Linked DNA regions of Mus musculus: region 1 is linked to region 2. The links are chromatin contacts, called in public promoter capture Hi-C maps. All regions are on one chromosome and are shown on one strand. Each heading gives the region's core, a stretch centred on a gene start, on an enhancer-like site or on the middle of the called end of the contact. The rest is flanking DNA. Distances are from core to core; before and after follow the strand shown. Region 1 holds the start of Six5 (sine oculis-related homeobox 5). Region 2 holds the start of Nectin2 (nectin cell adhesion molecule 2).

What was found. Capture Hi-C pulls out chosen DNA fragments and counts their contacts.
Region 1: a contact with region 2 is called in a promoter capture Hi-C map of adipose tissue. The contact joins the promoter of Six5 here to the promoter of Nectin2 in region 2. A contact is called at or near these places in 3 of 39 promoter capture datasets (cranial neural crest, liver and second pharyngeal arch cranial neural crest), 1 of 484 Hi-C or Micro-C datasets (nephron progenitors) and 4 of 9 other capture datasets (adipose tissue, liver, macrophages and 1 more).

The regions. Positions count from the first base shown.
Region 1 is chr7:19,093,121-19,097,278 of GRCm38.p6, reverse strand. Six5 (sine oculis-related homeobox 5) reads right to left here and starts at 2,735. Exons shown (of 3, transcript NM_011383.1): 1 at 1,861-2,735; 2 at 260-1,047; 3 at 1-123. The coding sequence starts at 2,642. Dmpk (dystrophia myotonica-protein kinase) reads right to left here. Exons shown (of 15, transcript NM_001379257.1): 15 at 3,458-4,158.
Region 2 is chr7:19,747,678-19,751,946 of GRCm38.p6, reverse strand. Nectin2 (nectin cell adhesion molecule 2) reads left to right here and starts at 2,374. Exons shown (of 9, transcript NM_008990.3): 1 at 2,374-2,732. The coding sequence starts at 2,645. Gm34744 (a long non-coding RNA gene) reads right to left here and starts at 2,377. Exons shown (of 3, transcript XR_881878.3): 1 at 1,998-2,377; 2 at 4-147.

The DNA.
Region 1 (4,158 bases), core at 1,486-3,985, 660 kb after region 2:
GCAGGACCTGGGAGACGAGCATGCTGGTGGGGAAGGTGGCAGTGAGGATGATCTTGCCCTGCTGCACAGCTACCCCAGTGACAATGGGGCTACCAGACACAGGGTTGGCCAGGAGGAAGTTTCCTGTAGAGAAAAGAGGTGGAGTGGAAGATGCTGGGTGGCAGGCAGGGGTGCCAGTAGGCTTAACTCCAAGAGACTATCAGGTGGGAGACACCTGCTCCCCAAGCCCACTCAGACCCCAAGAAAGCAGAAAGGGTACCTGGAGCAGTGGACGAGGGAAGTTGCAGCGCAGTCACTCCCACACTAGAGTTTATCAGGTGCACATTGGTAGGCCCCGCTGCAGCTGCCACCTTCACAGGACTGCCTGGCCCAGCTGCCAACAGCTGGAGTGGCCCCACAGCCTGAGGCAGGGTTACCACCTGAGAGGTGGGCACCACCTGGGGCAAGTTCAGCCGTGGGGAGGTGGGGCTCAGGCCTGTTGGGTACCCAGAAGAAGGGGAGAGCGGTACAACCTGAGGAGCAGCCACAGCAGGCACAGCTCCCGGGGTCAGAGGAAAGGTGGAGGCAGGTGGGGGGCCTGGGACTACTTGGGGCAGGGCTCCTGGGATTTCCTCTCCAGTAGTCCCATGAACCCCTTTGGTCTCAGGGGCCTCAGACTGAGCCTCATCCAGTCGAACCTCTCCTGTCTGAGGGTCCAGGACCAGAGAATTCTTGGCCTCACTGACCCCTTGGAGACTGGGCTGTGGTTGAGGGGCACTTCCTCCTGTGAGTAGCAAGGGCCCCAAGCTGGAGTTCTCTCCTAGGGCCAAGCTATTGATAATGACTGGGCTACCATTGAGGAGCACTGCTGGGGGACTGCTGGCGGCCAGGAAGCTCCCATTCACTAGGATAGAGGAGGAGGCAGGGCACGTTGCAGGAGAGGTGGCCCCCGCCAGGAAGATGGAACTCTGGGCGGGGGCCTCAGCAGCCATGGAGGCCACACCCCTCTCCAGGTCCTCTGGACTGCGGCTGGACTCATCCTCCGTAGTGGGGTTCCCATCAGACTCGCTGGAAGGAAAAAGGGTTACGTCTTTTTTAGGTTTGAAGGTTTCATCGCCCTAGGGGCAGAGGCAACCCAAGCTCCGATTAACTATTTTAGCCCTTCAAAGAACCCACCCAAATCCCAGGGTCTCTACAAGCCTGCTGGGGTTGACAGCGCGGCGGGTATGCTAAGCTGGAGGAAAGTTTTCCAGTCGCCTTGGCCTGCAGCCGAGCACCCAGACTGCCCCAAGTCCCCTGGGTCGGCAGGCGCGTGGCTGCGGAGTGAGGCAGCAGCTTTTACTCCAGTTCTTCCTCACCCCCCACCCCCACGGCGTCAGAGACCAGAGCTAGAGGCCTGGCGCTGAGGTGGGAGGGGAAGGGCTTGGGTTACAGGGAAACCGGAGCCGGAGAAGGTTCACGTTTCACAACAAAGACAAGCGACAGACCACGCTGTTTGGGCTGGAGGGGGCGTGGGGGTGGGTGTAAGTAATGGTTACCGAGGGGCCAGGTTGCAGAGGCCCCAAAAGCGGGTCCCTACCCTGGGTGCCTTAGACAAAGGCCCCTTTCCCTTCCTTACTACCGCTCCTCCAGGGATACCTCACTTTTCTCACTGCCCGTCCCGCCCCCGCCCCCCCCCCCATTCCTGGCACTGCGTTCCCAGCTTAGAAGTAGCTGGAACAACCTCTGCCCCTGAGGCAGTGATGCCCAGAGAACCCAGGGTGTGCCTGGTCTCTCCACGCTCAGCCTATGCACTCGCCGACGCCACCGAAGAGGGATGTGAAGGGTCACTTGCGCAGACTCCAGCGGCCACCGAGGAAGGAGGGTCGGTTCCCCCCTCACCTTTTGCAAGGCGCTCCACCGCCGGTCCCAGTGCGGTCGCGCTGTCGCCGGTTCTTGAACCAGTTGCTGACCTGTGTAAGCGAGAGGCCGGTGAGCGTGGCCAGGCGGCGCTTCTCGTCAGGCGTGGGATAGCGGTTGCCGCGGTAGCAGGCCTTGAGCGCCGCTCGCGAGCGCTCCTTGAAGCAATAGACGGTCTCCTCGCCATCCCAGATGGTCTTGGGCAGAGGGAACTTCTTGCGCAGCCGGTATTTGTCCACAGCGCCCAGCGCACGGCCACGGGCCCGCTCGGCCTCGTGGTAGCGCGCGCGCAGGTAGAGGTCCTGCAGGAAGGCGTGGTGGGCGGCGGGGAAAGGGCGGCTCTCGAGAAGTTGGTAGAGCTCGGCGTATTCACCCCGCTGGAAGGCCACTAGGGCCCGCGCGCGCAGCACCGGATCGCTGCCACGTAGGCGCTCGGCCGGGGGCAGCGCGCCCAGGAAGCGGCTCAAGCGGCCGGCGTGGCCCGCCTGCAGCAGCGCCTCGCACACGCATGCCACCTGTTCGGGCGAGAAGCGAAGGCCAGTGGGCACCTCGGTCACGGTCTCCCGGGGAGACCCCGGGCCACTCGGGGACCCAGAGTCCGCCGCCGCCGCCGCATCTCCCGCCCCGGCCGCCGCCGCCTCCCCCTCGGCTGCCTGCAGAGTCTGCAGAAGCTGGCGCGCTTCCTCCTCCTGCTCCTCGGTCGCCGCCGCCGCCTCCCCCCGAGCCGCGGGCCCCGCGCTCGGCTCCGCAGGCGAGGTAGCCATGTTTGGCAACTTTGGAAAGTTCCTCCCTCCTTTGCCGCCTCCCGCGGGCTTCCCCAGCCCCCTCCTCCGCCCAGTCCTCCTCGCCGCCCCCCCCCCCGGTCCCCTTGCAGTCTTCTGGCCCCCTCCCAAAGACTAGACCCAGCTCTGCACTCGGGTCTGTCCTTGTCCCTGTGTGTCCGCCCCCCTCCCGGGCTGTCAGGATTCTTTGTTTTCCCTCCGTCTCTGGCCGCGCTTTTGGCCTTCCCCCCTTGTGTGCCTCTGACTCAGGGCCTCAGTTTCCCTATCAGAGCAACGGAGAAGGTAATGGGCCGTCCGGAGGGTTAAGGGCGCGAAGCCGCTCCCATCTCCCGGGTCCCTTGAAGGGCCCCCTCCCTTCCCATCTCCGCGCCGTGCTCCGCCCCTCGGAATTCCCGGCCCCGCGGGTAGGCGGTGGATCTAGCTGGGAGGAGGGGCGGGGAATCGCGCTAGAAAGTTTGCAGCAACTTTTCTGGAGTGTCGGTCCAAAAAGCGGATGCGCGTGGCTTGCGCAGGCGCAGTGGGAAGATGGTGTGCCCGCTGCTGGCCCAACCCCCTACTTTTTTCCAAACTTGAGTGGCACAGCTGGGTCACAGCTGGGGGGGAGGGTGGGGGGCGGTGGTGTCTCTGGTGGCTTGTTGCTTCTCTCCTACTGGCTGGATGCCTAAGCCCCACCCTTCAACCTGATTCGTGCGCTTTGCCTCCCCTCTAGCTCCCACTCAAGCCATTGGTTGTCTCTATTGGACTCTCCATTGGCCTGCGGGGCGGTTTCCTTTCCACAACAGAGATATTGCGCGGGATTTAGGGCAGACCAGAAGTATTTTATTCGCAAGGGTCGGGAGTGGAGGTCGTAGGTGGGGACAGACAATAAATACCGAGGAATGTCGAGTCTCAATGCATCTAAAACGTGGGTCCCGGAGTCTGTCAGTGAGTCAGATAACAAGATCAATAAATACCCACACTGCTTTGGGGGAGGGGGGAGTGCAGCTGTGGCTCCGTTGTTAGAGTGCAGACGTGTACACGGGGAAGGAGTTGCAGCAACCCCCAGGAGTGAGGCTGTCCGAAGCCAAAGACTCCGTGTGTGCTGGCAGAGGTCTTGCTGATCCATCACTATGGGAATGGGATGTCCCTGGAAATAGGGGGCTCATGCTTATGGCTTGTAACTGATGGCTGGGAGAGTGAAAAAGTGAAATCGGATGAGCTGAGCAGTTTGCCCATCCACGTCGGGGCTGAGTAAAGCAAGGTCGGCGAATGCCCAGCTGCTGCAGCAGCGGTGGCTACCAGCTCTGCAGGAACCAGGGGTGCTGGGCACGAGCCCTGTTCCTCCCTCCCCGGCCGCCAGGTGGCAGGCCTGGATCACAGGAGCGGAGCTGGGTGGGGACCCAGGCTCACAGAAGTGTGGAGCGGAGCGGTGGGGGGGGGGGGGGGGCGCGATGGGCACAGAGACGCTTTGGGTCGCTCCCTGGTCGCTCGACCTTCCTAGGAGGCCTAAATGAAAGAT
Region 2 (4,269 bases), core at 1,125-3,624:
TACCTATTGGTCCTCTAGCACTTATTTACCCTCTGTACAGTTTCCAGAATTCCAAACGCCACACAGTCGCAGAAACTATACGTGGCTGACAAAAATCACACCTCTGCTGGAGCACGAGGCAAATCATAACCAGCTGCTGCAGACAATCTGAAGGATTAAAATGAAACATTGTCATAATACTTCTGTGCTTTTTAAAGGAACCAAAATCTCAAACTTGTCGCTACAATAATCCTTTCCTCCCCAAGTTGCTTTTCTTGTCACAGTGTTTCATTGCAGTTATGGAAAGCCTGAGTAAGACACTCTGTCTTGGGAAAAAAAAAAAAAAAGTTGGAAGCTACAGAGCATTTACTCAGTGTCTGTCATTTATACCACTAGCCTCATGCCACGTTCCTTGCAAACCTGAGATATTATCTGGATGTCATGTTGCATAGCTACTATAAACACCAACAAACCTCACACTGCTCCTTCTCTGGCGGTGGTTTGGAAAGAACCTGTGCCTTAGTTTACTTTTCACACACGGTGACCCTCACGTGGTGATCGTCGCTGATTAGAACTGGGTCTGTAGACCACAGTGGCTTGGAATTCTGTGAGATCTTTCTGTTTCTGCCACCTAAGTACTGGGATTACAGTTGTGCAGCACCAACCCGACCCCCTTCCTAAGATTCTTGTGAGCAACAAAAGAATTTTGAATAGTGTCCATTGTGGACCTGCCTCTTTTCATAACCCTGACCTTTGGCACCAAGCCACTTTCCCTTCCCATGACTCAGTTCCCCTTCCTTCTCCACGGCTTGATCGGGGACTGCTTGGGAGAAGACTTACACGAGGGCCTGGTGGGCAGACAAAGCTAAAACCCTTTATCAACAATGTTGTTAAAGGGGTGTGGCAACAGCTCAGAAAGGAGAGAGCTAGCTCAACTTGGAGTCAGTGCATGCCTACAATCCCTGGCTGGTTAGCCAGGACGACAGGAGATGCCATCTCATAAAACAAAACCAAGGTGGGTGGAATGGCTTCAAAGGTTGTGCCACCAAACTTGGCTACGTGAGTTGGGGCCCCGGCACCCACTTGCTGCTTCCAACTCAAAGCAAGTTGTTATTTGCCCTTCAGAAGTCAGCACGGCCTGCACACACACAAAATAATCAGCAAGCAAACAAATAGGAGCATTAACAAGAGTGGAAAGCAAGTTGGTCAGAGCCAGGGTCCACTCCTTGGGCCTTGCCACATGGGAGAGGGGCTTCATGTATGTGGCCGGTGGAGAAGGGGCCCTACCCCAGCCCAGGTGGCTCTCTCACAAGAAACCCCCAAATGCCTGGCCCTTGGGGAGGATTTGGCTGTCAGGTACTTCAGCAGCGGAGTACCTGTTCCCCTCCCCCATCCCCAACAAGTGGACCTTCTCATTAGCTCCACTCGGCGGCCCTGGGAATGTGAAAAGGCGGGTGGGGGTGGGGAGGGTGGAGCGTCTACGAAGAGACAAAAGGGCCGCCTCAAAACCAGCCACAAAGACCACAGGATTCTGGTGAGATAGAGAAAGTGGGACAAGGACAACCGGAAGGGACTGGTAGGGCCAGAGGACAGACTGACTGGTCCAGCCCCACCCAGCGGGGTTCGGCCTGCTGGGTTGGTTTATGCTGCCCCCTCGCGGAAGGCTGCGATATAAAAAAAGGATACTGGGTGGGAGGGACGCAGAGGCCAGATGCAGGGACAGGAATATTAAGAGTGACACAGAAAAAAACTATGAGACAAGAAACAGAAAGTGACAGGGACGCAAAGAGAGACGCACACAGTCAAAGGAATGCAACGAGACACGGGGACTAAGTGACATAGGCACATGGACAGACAAAGAAACACCAGAGCAGAGCCACAGAGAAACATGGGGATGCGGAGGGAGACTCAGAGGTAGAGAAAGAGGAGAAATCTGGAAAGAAATGATGCGGCGACACGAGAACCCAGGGCAGAGATCAGAAAGAAATGGGGTCCACTAAGAAGTGACCCCGACCTACCACAGCAGCAGGACTAGGAGAAAGGCTGGGACAGGGGTGTGGCCTCACCAAGGGGCGGTGCCTCAGGAAGGGAGGCCCTATGAGAGCCCACATACTCAGGCTAACCAGAGGGCAGTGGGGCGTGGTCTGGGCGAGAAGGCATGGCTTCTCCTGGTGGGAGGCGACCGGAAGTTTAGAAGGGGGTGTGACCGCGTCTCATTAGAGTGACCAGTAGGGGGCGCAGTGGGTCTTCCCGGGTTGTGTGTGGGCGTGGCTCCATGTCGAGTGGGCGTGGTCAAATAGTTAATTCCAGGAGAAGGCGGAGATAGAATCGTGGGGCCAGACAGGTGTGGGACGCGGGATGGGCGGGGTCTTAGCCCTGAGAGGGGCGGAGCCTGAGCCCTAGGATCGGCTTGGCGAAGAGGGGCGGGGCCTGTGACGTCATGAGTCCGGCCCGCTGGAGCTAAGCGAGGGGCCGGGGGGCGCGGATCCTGAGAGCCAGGCGAGGGAAAGCTGGGCCGAACGAACTGATCCGGGGAGCCGTGAGCGGCGGAAGCCGGCCTGGAGCCGGACACTTCAGACCCCTGACTGCCCTCCCAGCCGATCGGTACACGAAGAGTGGTCCCTAGGCACCCCCTGCCCGGGCCCAGTCCCTCCCCGGGCCCCCCATGGCCCGGGCCGCAGTCCTCCCGCCGTCCAGATTGTCACCGACGCTGCCGTTGTTGCCGCTGCTACTGCTCCTGCTTCAGGAAACAGGTGAAAACGCGCGGATGCCTTCGTCAGTCCTCAGAAGGGAGGGAACGGGGCATCGTCCCCCACCTCACTCCCAGCTCCCCGAGGCCCCTTTCCCTCGTGCCCCCTTCTAGGTTGGCCCTACTGATCGAGATTCTCGCAACACACCGGGCTCTCTCTCCGAGTCTCCTAACCTCCCTCTCTGCACCTCGCGTAATCACAAGTGTCCATTCTAACCCGGGTTTCTGACCCCCTCCACCTCCCTCGGCGTGGAAAGGGTTAAATCCTCCCCATCCTGTGCTGATCACTTATCCGGAATCTGGATTTCCGTCTCTGCTCTCCCCCCTCAGGAATGTGGAGAATGTTCCCCCCACTCACACTAGCTGGAGGGTCGTGATGGTGAGGAGGGACGACACCCCCCCCCCTTTTTTTTCTTTTCCTTCTTGTTGGGTTGGGCATCCGAGGCCCGGGGAGAATTGGGCGCGAGGGGACCCACAGTCGAGGTTCCCAAGACGAGTGTGTGTTGGGGGGGGGATGAGTTCGGTCTTTGGGAGCCCTTGGCAAACCAATGATGAGAGTTGGGGGCACTCAGGGGCAGGAAGGGTGTGAGTCTGGAGTGCAAGCCTCAGGGAGTTTACAGACACTGACCCCTGGGTTCTGGGAAAATTAAGAGGTTCTGCCTCCAGGATCTCAGAAGGCGAGCCTAACCCGGGTCTAGATAGAATTGGAGAAAAGGGGTTCAAACTTGTGGGTCTTGGGTTTAACTGTGGGCAAAGAGCTCTGCTCGCTGGGGTCCAGGTGCAGTTAGGGTCCAGAGGCACTATCTTGGCAGGTTCGGATTTAGCTGTAGGCAATGGAATTTAATGATCAAGGGACTCTGACCTTTACCCCTCTGCCCCCAAATATAATCAAAGGCTTAAAGACGTAGCCTGAAATTGGGAACTTAGTCGGCTGTGTCCCAGGTAGAGTCAGAGCCCGGGAGGTTTGCAGTTTTCCTCCCCTTCCCCCTTTCCTTGTGAGTGGCAACGTCCCTGGGGAAGTTTTCCGGTATCGCTTTCACCTAGTTTGGGAGGGGCGGGGCGGGGCTGGAGCGCTAAGAGTCCCAACTCCTGGTTTCGGGACCTTATCTCTCCTTTGGTCACGCCTTTGTCCTCGAAGCACTTGGAGAGGTAAATGGGAGGAGCCTCCTCTCTAAGACTCGCTCCCCTTTCCCCACCCCCCAGCCCTGGAGGGGACTTGGGGCTCTGCGAGGCCAGGGGGTGGGGGTGGGGGATGGGGTGAGGTGTAAACAGGTGTGCTGACCTCGCCCCGCCCCTAGCAGGTGACCTGGCTGTTTCTTCCTAACTACACACTCTGGGATGGGGAGCGGGGAGTTTCTGGAGAGTTTGCTCAGAACGGGGATCAGAAGGATCGTAGGGAGAATGCCTGTCACTTTTGGCCTCGTTTTTTCTTTCGTCACCTCCTTTGAGGTCATTGGCCTTGACCTCCCAGATAGATGAGATCTGTACCTGTCCCTCTGAGTGAATTCTTAGAATCCACCCGTGTGGTACCTCATAGCAGA